2 separate regions of the Mus musculus genome follow, and region 2 is linked to region 1. Evidence: chromatin contacts called from public HiChIP or PLAC-seq data. All regions are on one chromosome and are shown on one strand. Each heading gives the region's core, a stretch centred on a gene start, on an enhancer-like site or on the middle of the called end of the contact. The rest is flanking DNA. Distances are from core to core; before and after follow the strand shown. Region 1 overlaps Evl (Ena-vasodilator stimulated phosphoprotein). Region 2 overlaps Gm33682 (a long non-coding RNA gene).

Region 1 (5,585 bases), core at 2,580-5,079:
CACTGCTGTTTCCTTTTATGTCTTTCTTCATGGTGCTTCCACTTCTCTGAGACGTGACTCGCCCTGAAAGTTCATTATGTCTTTGGGCATTCTGTTACCATAGCCAGTCATACCTGCTTATGTTGCAGATGACTTTAGCAGGGCCTTGGTTAGGAGTGGGGCTGCCCTGAGCCATGGTAGGCCCAGCTCTCCTTTTCCATGTCTGTCCTTCTCCGTAAGTACTTGTGTACTTCTTGAGTCCCAGTCCTCCCAGCAGAAGAGCCTAACTGAGATTCTGAACGTGTGCCATGTGTTTCAAGAGCTGTGCTGGAGCAAATGGATACTAAAAGATGACTGAACAGTATCCTCTACCAAAGGACAACGTTCTTTGAAGAAGTGGATATTACGGTGCCTGTGATAGCTCTCTGCATTTTCTTCAGTAAATGCTGTTGATGAGGTAAAGCGTGCAAGTAGAATCCTGGAAGACAAGCCTAATTTTGACTGCCGGTAGATGGCGGTTATTTCAGGAGGGAGGATAACTAGGTGTGAAGGCACAGAAGCCCTACTGTCAGTTCATAACTATGAAGGGAGCATGTGCAGACAGATCAAAGCAGTGTCCTCAGGAGCCCAAAGCCGTGGGCCATAGATGGCTGAAGAGACAAGTTGCATTTCCCTACAGAATTGCTCAAGTGTCTTCTTATCTGGCTGTTTACACATTATTCTCCAAGTTCTGTAGCTGAAGAGGGAAAGTGTGTGAGGGCAACCCCCAGGCTGTGGATGGATGCTTGAGAGTTTGGGTCATTGAGTTTTGCCTAGGATGTTTAGTAATCTATAGCTGGTCTCTGCTGCTTTGTGAGTTCTTTTTCCCATCCTTTATTCTACCCCCCCCACCCCCCCTGTTTTAACCCCCCCCCATCACTAAATAAGAGAGAAAGAAGGAGGGAGAGAGGGAGGGAGGAAGACAGAGAGAGAGAGAGAGAGAGAGAGAGAGAGAGAGACCCTGAATATAATTTCTTTGTTCTTTGAACACAACTATTAACAAGCCACATCCAACCGCAAACACCCCCCCCCCAATGACCACCAATCAGCCTCTTGGGGCCCTAGCATTTATTTACCCTCTGAAAAGTTCTAGAATTCCAACTGTCACACAATAGCAGACACTATCTGCAGCTAGCAAAACTATGACTCTGCTAGATCATGAGGCAAATCATAGTCTACTGCTGCAGTCAGTTTGGAGAAGCCCCATATCCACATACATCAGATTAGAACAAAAACACATTCTTATAATATCCCTGTGTTTAAAGAAAACAAAATTCCAAAATTCTCACTACAGTAAGCTGGTCTTTACAGAGCTGGTCCACTTAAGTAGCGCCTGCAGCAAGAGCTGCAACTGTGCTGTGAGAGTGAGCATGTCTGGCTAGCAGTTATTTGAATGTAAACCTTGGAAGAAAGGCCTAGCAGATAGTCATTGAAAATACAAGAATCTCCAGCAAGTCCAATTCCATTTTGATTTTTGAAGGTGTAGTTAAGACTCTAAGACACAGATAATGACAACACAAATACTGTCATATCAAAAGGCCTACTGAATGTTGCTAACTAACCTCATTGCATTGGAGATAGCAGATTTTGAGTGAAGATGTCTCTACCCTCTTTACTCTAACACCTCCCTGCTTCCTTCTTAAAGTGTCCTGCCTTTACCACAGAGGTGGATGGTGTGCCAGTTCTTCAGGAATGATCTCCTTTGCTATCATTCAAAGTTCCTTCTGTACTTGCTGTAGTTGCTATCCCAGAGGGCTGAGTGTTAAAAATTGATATCCCAGAGTGGTGTTGTTGAAAAGGTTGTAAGCCATTAGGAGGAGGCCATTAGGCCACGAGAGACATGTCCTGGAAAGTTTGGAGGGATCCTAGACTCCCAGTCTCTATGGGCTTTCTGGCTGTTAAGTCGTTTGCTCTGCCATCTGCTTTTGCCATTATGTGTCACCCTTACCAGAGGCCCAGAGAATGGGGCTGCCTGATTTGAGTTAAAACAAGTTTTAACAAACAGACCAGACCTTCAAAAGTATGAGTTCAGTCTCTTCAGTAGTCAGTGTCCAGGCATTTTGTTATAATGATAGAAAGGTGACTAACATGATGCTGTTGTGAAGTGAGTCCTTCAAAGAACACATGGACTCTTGAAGCCAATAGAACGCCTTTATTCTCTGGCCAGGGGCCACATTGGGGAACTTGCCCAAATTGTGTAACCATCAGCCTTAACTGATCTTGTCTTTTTATGCACAAAAACCATATCCTGGTTGACACACTTCAATTAGCAAGATCAGTTACCAGTAGGCAGAGCCACAGAAGCCAAACAACAAGGTCAGTGTATTTAAGGACTTTCCCAGAACTATAGACCTGCTGGATTAGGTCTTTGTTCTCATTTTGGCAGGTGTTAGGGTCTCTGTGCTGTGCTCTTAAGTCAGTGGTGCCTTGGTGTCTTTAATAGGTGTCAGTTGTTCTAGGTTCTAGGGGCCTGATATAATCTCATCTGTGTTCCACCAAGGTGAGATGAACAGTCCCTAGCCAGTTTGCTGGTCTCTCAAGGAAGTTTCCTAAGGGAACTGGCTTTGGGTTTAGTTCTTGATTTGTTTTTAGCAAACTCCCAAGTTCTTTAGAATCTGACAGTGCCTTTTGCAGGTCAAGTAGATGTTTCTGTGCTGACACAGTAGAGCCAGCAGCCTTGGTTCATCTGCTGCAGGTGTTGGTACATTCCTCTTCACTCATTCTGAAGTTCCTTTGTGGGGTCACCATTTACCCTAATCCTGCTGGTACCTTATATCTTAAGCTCTGTGCTGGTTCATCATATTACATTACATGCTGCTTTCTTAACAGAACGGCTTTCTTCCTCACTAAACTGCTTCTTTGGTGCCAACATCCCTTATCCTATATTCCCAACAGGTTCTGTTGTCTTTACATGATTGACTTAAGACCTGTTATGCATAGTTTTTATTTTTATTTTGTATGTGGGAAGGGGGCACATGGAACACACAACCGTTTTGAGAGTCAGTTCTTACCTGCTAACCACCTCAAGGCCAATCCATGAATTTTTAATAAAGCCATTCCTTTCAATGAACAGATGAGGAAGCCAGAGTGAAGGTGGGGATAACCAGGAAGTCATGTATAAAGCAAGGGCAGGCCAGAGCTCTTTTCCTTTCCTGCTCCTTCTCATAATTCTGCTAAGTGTATTACTAAAGCTCTAGGACTGAGTTAAAAGGTCTCCCAGAAGGTTCGCTCAAGCTACCTGCTTACTAAAACCAGAAAAGACGGTAGCACCAGGTAAAAGTGAGAGGGAGTGGGAGAGGAAACTGAAAGTTACTTTATCGCAGAGATGGTTACACATAGGCCAATATCTTCAGGAAATGAAAAAAATAACCTTTGTTATTGTAGTAACTAACTGATTCTGCTACTCTCCTTGATGAAGTGACAGTAGTGACTTACTTTGAAAACATCTGTAAAATGAGCAAAATCTACAATGGGTACTGAATCAAACAGGCGTCAGACAGTGTATAGGACTCTGACTCTTGAGAAGAAATATCATGATAAGCCCTACAGTGGCTAGAGGCCTCTGCCTCTGTTTGCTTTTCTATTTTAGGGAAGAAGGTGGAACTTAAGCTAACTGGTTCACAGGAGGCAGATCCTGAAATTCCAGGTCACATAGAGTTAGGCTTAGTAAGAACTAGAAAAAGAGGAAGCAGGTCTGAGCAGAGACAACTGAGTTCTGTTTAAAGGGCTTCCCTCTTTGGAGCTGTTGCCTAGTGGCTGTCTGTGCATGTGAGAGCACTCCTAGAAGCCAGCTCAGATTGCCCTCTGCAGAGCTAAGCAAGGAAGGGTGGTGTCAGAGCCGTGCAGGGTGGCAGCATGTGGGGCTGTCAGCTCAACCTGAGCTAAGAGACCCACCACAGTTTGACTGTGACATATCTCCCACAGGCTAGTATGTTAGGACCTGTGGTCTTCAGCTGATAGTCCTGTTTGAGAGAGTCATAGAAACTTTAAGAGGTAGCGCCTCACTAGGTGGAAGTGGATCACTGGAGGTAGGCCATGAGGTTTTATCCCCTGGCCCCACTTCCTGTCTGTTTTCTACTCTTTGACAGGTGGCACAGTATGACCAGGTTCCTAATACTGGTCTGCCATTTCCTGTCGTAAAAGACTTTCTCCCTTTGTTTGTTCATTTGTTTGGCAGGGTCTCATTCTGTGGACCAGCTGACCTTGAACTCACAGATCCACCTACCTGCCTCCTAAGTACCAGGATTAAAGTTGTGTACCACTACACCTGGACTGATCCCTTCTTAGACCATTAGCCAGACAAACCCTTCCTTGGGTTGCTCCTGTTAGGGGTTTTGTCACAGCAACAACACGAGTAACCAACACAAAAACCTGGCACTCAGAAGTGAGGCCATTCCTGGGATAAACCTGACCACATGGTTTGTAGGCTTTTGAAACTGGCTTGTGTGAGGAATGAGAATTCAGAATGTAGCGCTCTAGACTAAAGAAGCCCCAGAATATTATAAACTGAACTTAGTGGGCATCTGGTGGAGCCCAGAAGACCAAAACCTGAAAGAACTGCAGGCCCGCACCATGGCTCAGTCGATATAGTACCTGCCATGCATGTAGGATCTGAATTGTCCAGATCTCTGGCATCCATATAAAGGGTGGGTGTGGCAGTATGCATCTGTAAGCCCACTTCAGGGGTTAAGGAGGTGTCACAGACCCCTGCAGCTCACTGACCAACCATCCTGGCCAATGATGAGTTCCAGGGTCAGAGAGGACCTTGTCTCAAAACTAAGATCGCCTGGCTCATAAAGTTTCAGAGCCGAACAAGGACTTTGTCAGGACCTGAGCTAGAGTCCGTTCTTGTGATATTCTGGGGAGAATGTATGTCTGTATTCTGCCCATGTCCTTAGACCTTGAATGAGGCTCAATTCAAAAGTAGTGAGCTTGCTAGGCCTGTAATTTTAGAATTCAGGAGGTAGAAGCAAATGGATCTTTGTGAGTTTGAGATTAGCCTTAACTACAAAGGACATTTCAAGGCAGCAGAGCCACTCAACCTGTGGCAGTGCCTTTCCACTGGCTCCTGTTGAGGTAGACAGTGAGAGCAGCAAGTGAAACAAAATATCAGCATGTACATTTGTGGAGGAAGGAGCTATGAGCAAGCTGAAGTTATAGATACAGGGGTGCAAATGCAGCTGTAGTTACTAGATAGGAACCTCCTATTTTATAGGGATGATATGGAAGGTTCCCTGAGGAGAAGACCTGAGCCATCCAAAGCTCTAACTTCTGAATTTGCAAATTCATTTGACCAGAGAACCTGAAGTAAGTGTGTCTACAGGGGTTCCCTGATGGATAAATGCCTATGGAAGTGTTTCCCTGGCTCTGCCTTTAAGGACAGAAGAACTCTGATCCAGGAAGATCAGGCTACATCTCCAGCTGGAGGTTCAAGGTAGGATGGTAAGAGAACAAGGATGGCTCACACCAGGGGTCCAGCCCACTGAAGCCAGGCAGTGTGTGGCAGGATCAGGAAAGCTCCAGGAGGCCTGTCTCAGGCTGAAGTGGAGGGTGATTAAAGAAGACTC
Region 2 (5,303 bases), core at 1,768-4,267, 130 kb after region 1:
GTAGGAACTCAACATTGTGTGGACACAAATATAGCTTAGGAACTACACCTTAGCTGATGCCTGCGCCTGCGTACTTTCCCTGGGGTCCCGGCTAGCTTTACTCTTGCCGTGAAAGAACACTTTAACCAAAAGCAACCTGGCGTGGGTGGTTGTGTTATGTCAACTATGGAGGGAAGCCCAGACAGGAACTGAAGCGGAGAGCATGGGGGAACGCTGCTTTCTAGCTTGTTCCCCAAGGCTTGCTAAGCTTGATTTCTGATACAACTCGGGCCTATCTGCCCAAAGATAGCATGTCATCCTACATCAATTAGCAATTAAGAAAATGCCCCCCCCCCGCCCGCCCGCCCCAGACCTGCCCACAGGCCATCCTGATTGAGGTAATGCGAGATTCTGTCTTCCCAGGTATGTCTAGGCTTGACAGAAACTGTATAGCACTTGGAGGTTCCCAAAGGCTGATGGCTGGCCTAGATCTTTAGGCTGGACTGCCTGGCAACAGAACTGGGAGGCTGAGGGGGCACCTGCGTGCTTGTCAGCTGAGAGCCTGGAGCTGAGCTGGAGGAAGAGTCGGGTCCCTGGGGTGGGTTGGAAGAGCGAATGGGAGTACAGGAGTGCCCCCGAAACAGCCACGGGTGCTTGCTGTCACTGACCAAGGCCGCGGGGATGAGACAGATGCCTCCTATCAGAACCCCGTTCTGCCCTTAGTCCCCTTCTCCAGACACACTACTCGATCTCAAGGGAATTCCTGGGTATACCCCACCTTACCCTACTTTCCACATAACTTGGCTGACTCAGCGCTGGCCCTGAAGCTCCTCAGAGGCTAGACCTGAAGTCAGTCTCAGTCCCAGGGCTGGCATCCTTTTTTTTTTTGTTTTTTCGAGACAGGGTTTCTCTGTATAGCCCTGGCTGTCCTGGAACTCACTTTGTAGACCAAGCTGGCCTCGAACTCAGAAATCCACCTGCCTCTGCCTCCCAAGTGCTGAGATTAAAGGCGTGCACCACTCTGCCCGGCAGAGTTGGCATCCCGAAGGCTGCCTGCAGGACGCCTCCTCCCTGGGCTCGCAGACAGTGTAGGCTGACTGACTTGCGACACTGAGCTGGAGGCTTCCATGGACCAGCTAGCAAGGTAGAGAGAGATCAGACGTGAAACAGGCCTGGAGGTTTCATGGGCTGTTAGAGTTGACGTCTTCATTAGGGACTGCCTTCAGTAACAGCTGAGAGTTAGCTGTGTTGGAGACCACCCACTGGAGGCTGAACTCTCTGCGTGTACAGGGCACCCCACTCCCAGCAGCAGAGCTGTTACGGTCTCAGAGAAATACAGGCAGATGAGTTTGTTTGGGGGCTTCCATTTTCTTTCTCTCCTTTTGTGCTTTCTTTCAATGACGTTAGTTGTAGGCACATACTTTGCTATTGTTTTTAGCCCCAGGGCCATAATTTGCAGTGTAGCATTCTACTCAATACCCCAGACCCACATTTTTCTGTTTTTGAGATAAGGCCTTGCTATGCAAACCAAACTGGCTTGCACTTGTGACCCTCCTTCCTTAGCCTCCAGGGCACCGGGGATTACAGGCTTGTGCCACAATGCTGGGCTCAGGTACACAATTTTATTTTTGTATGGACCTGCATGTATAGTTGCATACATGTTTACATGTGTGTACAGACGCACATGCTGCATATACACATGTGCGCGGGAGAAGAGCAGAGATCAGTGCTGAGTGTCTTTTTCCATCACTCTGCACCTTGTTTGTTTGCAGATGGGATCTCCTCCTGAACCTTCTCAGCTAGACCGGCAGGCGGGTCAGTAAGCCTCCTGGATCTGTCTGTCTGTCTGTCTCATCCCCTCCCCTCCCCTCCAGCAATGGAGCTACCCCACCTTGCCTGGTTTTGATGTGGATGCTAAGGGTCTGAAGTCAGCCCCCCTGCCTGGCCCTCTTTGCCTGCAAGCATCTTAAATCGCCCAGTCCTTTCTTGACTCCATGTTTGACATAAGGATAAGATAAGGGTTCGGCTGTTAAACCTCCATCCCAGCACACTTGACTCCCTGCCTGGTCCTCACAGGGGAATCCAAACGCTGGAACCTGTATTGTCCCTTCCTGTTCCTCCCGGCCTCTTGGAAGGAAGAAATGACCTTGAAGATAATAAGAGCACTTTGCAGAGTGCTAGTGTACCCCACCAAAGGCACCCGTGACAGCTGCTGAAAGGATTAACACATATATATGCACATACATATACACATACATATACATATACATATACAATTTTAAGTACACTGGGGCTGAGTTTTCAGGCATGCATTCATGCACACATGTGGTTGCAGAAGCCTGAGGAGGGCAGAAGAGGGCGCTGAATCCACTGGAACTGGAGTTGCAGGCAGCTCTGAGTCAAACTTGTGTTTGCACACCTCAGCAAACCCACGAGACCAGTGTCCACAGCCAGCATTGACCAACAGGAAGAACCCAGGACCCCGTGACAATGTTTATCTGCACATTGTACAAGCCACCTTTCAGAACCAACCTCACCTGACCTGTCAACAAACAACTCCCCGAAACATCTCAACAGCTTATTGTTAGGAAACGCGTCCACCCCCATCAGGGTGCGGATGACGGTCTCCAGAGTCCAGGAGAAACAGGTCCAAAGCAGGGATCCTTGTACTGTATATAGGGTAAAACATAGCTCTTGCTGGCAAAAACATGTTGGTTTTGATGGTTTCTATTTTGGTTAAAGATGAATTTGGGCCAGGCTGTAATGATTTAGAAGCCACTGTCTGAAACCTCAGTCCTTGCACACATACATACCTACATAACACACATGACTTCTAAGGCAATCTATCAGGCAGGGTGTGGTGACACACACCTTTAATCTAACACTCAGAAGGCAGGACAGATGGATGTCTGTGAGGCCAGCCTGGTCTACTTAGACCTCGTCTCAGAAAAAAACAAGTGAGAGTGTTCCCAAGACTGTCTCACCCCCAGAAGACTTACGGTAGCTATGACAAAGCTGACAGAGCCCTGGCCCAGCCTGTGGAAGGCCCTGAGTTCCTCTGCAAGAAAGAGGGGGAAGGGAGGAGTCACAAATGCAAGCAGCATTTCCTGTACAAATGTCAACGAAGGGAGGAAGTGAATGTGACGTTGGCATGCAGCTTCCTGGTGGACAGGATAAAAGAGAAATAGGACCAGAGGCTGGGACTGGAACCACTCATGCTAAGAAGGTTATTTTGGGCTGGCAAGAAGACTCTGTTTAAAAGAACTTGCTGTTCTGTCCAAAGACCCAAGTTCCATTCCCAGCACACACATTAGGTGGCTCACAACCACCTGTAGCTCTTGAGCATCCGCACACACACACACACACACACACACACACACACACACACACGAAAGAGAGAGAATTAAAAATAATAAATACACATATTTTTTTATTTTTTAAGGCCAGGGGCAGACAATATCTGCAAAGCAGAAAACACCTGAGTGTGCCCCTGACAACAGAAAAACAGACTGGAGGTGAACACCTTCCCCTGGGAGTGTCTGGGCACTGTGTGGTCCCCTCTGGCTTCTCCATCCTGTGGTCATCAATCAAACCTTCATTGATCTGATTTTCCCCTGTTGTTCCAGGCCCCGAGGCCAGGGAAGGGCCTCCTTCAGGGGCTTCCTCCAATGGGCAGCTTCTTCTCTCTCCTTCTCTGGGTAGCATTGGGGTGGGGAGAGCAGACGAGGTGCTGAGGGCCATCAGAGCCCCCTGATAAAAAACACATCTTTAAGAAATACTATCAGAAGCTGGGTGGTGGTGGCGCATGCCTTTAATCCCAGCACTTGGGAGGCAGAGGCAGGCGGATTTCTGAATTCAAGGCCAGCCTGGTCTACAGAGTGAGTTCCAGGACAGCCAGGGCTATACAGAGAAACCCTGTCTTGAAAAAGCCAAAAACCAAAAACCAAAAAAGAAGAAGAAGAAGAAGAAGAAGGAGAGGGAGAGGGAGAGGGAGAGGGAGAGGGAGAGGGAGAGGGAGAGGGAGAGGGAGAGGGAGAGGGAGAGGGAGAGGGAGAGGGAGAGGGAGAGGGAGAGGGAGAGGGAGAGGGAGGAGAGGGAGAGGGAGAGGGAGAGGGAGGAGAAGAAGGAGGAGAAGAAGGAGGAGAAGGAGAAGGAGAAGGAGAAGAACAAGAAGAAGAACAAGAAGAAGAACAAGAAAAAGAACAAGAAGAACAAGAACAAGAACAAAAAGAAGAAGAACAAGAAGAAGAACAACAACAACAACAAGAACAAGAACAAGAAGAAGAACAAGAAGAACAAGAGCAAGAAGAAGAAGAACAAGAACAAGAAGAAGAACAAGAAGAAGAACAAGAAGAAGAACAAGAAGAAATAGTATCAGTTGCTGAGGCTTTAGGGAAGTTGTGTATTGGAATGTTGGGAGAATGTCCACTCACCTTTGGTTTCCTTCCAGACAGCTGTTAATCAGTTCTGTTCCGATCTGCCTTCCTCCCAGGGTACTGGGGGAAGCCACTGGGACGTTATCTCATGGCCAGGTTTAGGGGACCTACAATGCCTTTCACCCACCCTCCATGGAACACCAAAGCTTTCTGCATCCCATTTTGGTACCCAAGCCAGGTTGCCAGGGCTCAGTTCTTACTGTGCCTTTGTCTTTAGGCCCAAGGCAGCCTTATTGACCCATCTCTTCATGTACATGCAACCTTTCCCACCCAAGCAGGCAGGGAGAAGCAAGAGGCCCTGCTCAGGACTGCTTCAGGAAGCTAGCTCTGCCGTGCTCTCCCATGAACCATGCAGTAGGTAGAAGAGGCCTGCCACCCACTTCCTGGTTTTGCAGGTCTCTACCATGGTTAGGTGCTCCAGGGGTTGTCCTACTGAACTGGGGCTGTCCTACTAGGCTACTAGGTTCACTTAGCAATATTTGCACTGTGTCCCCTCCTCCAGTGGGCTTCTGTCCCTCCCACATGAAAGCAACTCCTGCTTCACCCCTTATCATCCTTAATCAGGTAGCTTCCTTCTGTGGTCTACACCCTCCATTATCTTGCTGTCCACAGAGGCTCTTTCCATGAAGGGACCCTGGAAATGCTCTTTGGAAAGCAACATGCCGGTCCTTGTAGCTGGGCCCCAGCCAGCCAGCTGCAACCTCTCCCACTTCCCACTTCTGTGGGCTCCCGTGCAGTGTGTGTACCTGTGCACTGCAGTGGTGCGCTCTCTTAGACTGCTGTTCTCGGGGCTGGGGAAGTCTTGGGGGAAGTGACCTGGCCTATTGTTCTATGAGGCCACAGCTGAACTGGTCTCCCCGCCGCGCCACATCTGGGACTGTTTCTCCT

The links. HiChIP or PLAC-seq counts read pairs in DNA pulled down with a chosen protein or histone mark.
Region 2: an H3K27ac HiChIP or PLAC-seq map of regulatory T cells shows a contact between it and region 1, with 6 times the contacts expected there. The contact joins two enhancer-like sites. A contact is called at or near these places in 13 of 484 Hi-C or Micro-C datasets (CD4 T cells, CD8 T cells, Th1 cells and 9 more), 18 of 115 datasets of contacts at active chromatin or transcription factors (the 230-238 cell line, CD4 single positive thymocytes, CD8 T cells and 13 more) and 5 of 9 other capture datasets (adipose tissue, bone marrow-derived macrophages, embryonic stem cells and 2 more).

What each region holds. Positions count from the first base shown.
Region 1 is chr12:108,627,567-108,633,151 of GRCm38.p6, forward strand. The region is part of intron 1 of Evl (Ena-vasodilator stimulated phosphoprotein); the gene reads left to right. Among named protein-coding and RNA genes, the nearest start is that of Mir342, 28 kb to the right of the region's middle. Within about 2 kb of position 3,830, at least 97 of the 459 cell types and tissues checked have an H3K27ac peak or open chromatin away from gene starts, as enhancers often do. A contact at or near this core is called in CD4 single positive thymocytes, Th1 cells, acute myeloid leukemia and 10 more, where this site is marked.
Region 2 is chr12:108,758,349-108,763,651 of GRCm38.p6, forward strand. Gm33682 (a long non-coding RNA gene) reads right to left here. Exons shown (of 2, transcript XR_381914.3): 1 at 4,413-5,303; 2 at 3,383-3,729. Among named protein-coding and RNA genes, the nearest start is that of Gm33628, 2.8 kb to the left of the region's middle. Within about 2 kb of position 3,018, at least 63 of the 459 cell types and tissues checked have an H3K27ac peak or open chromatin away from gene starts, as enhancers often do. A contact at or near this core is called in CD4 single positive thymocytes, Th1 cells, acute myeloid leukemia and 10 more, where this site is marked.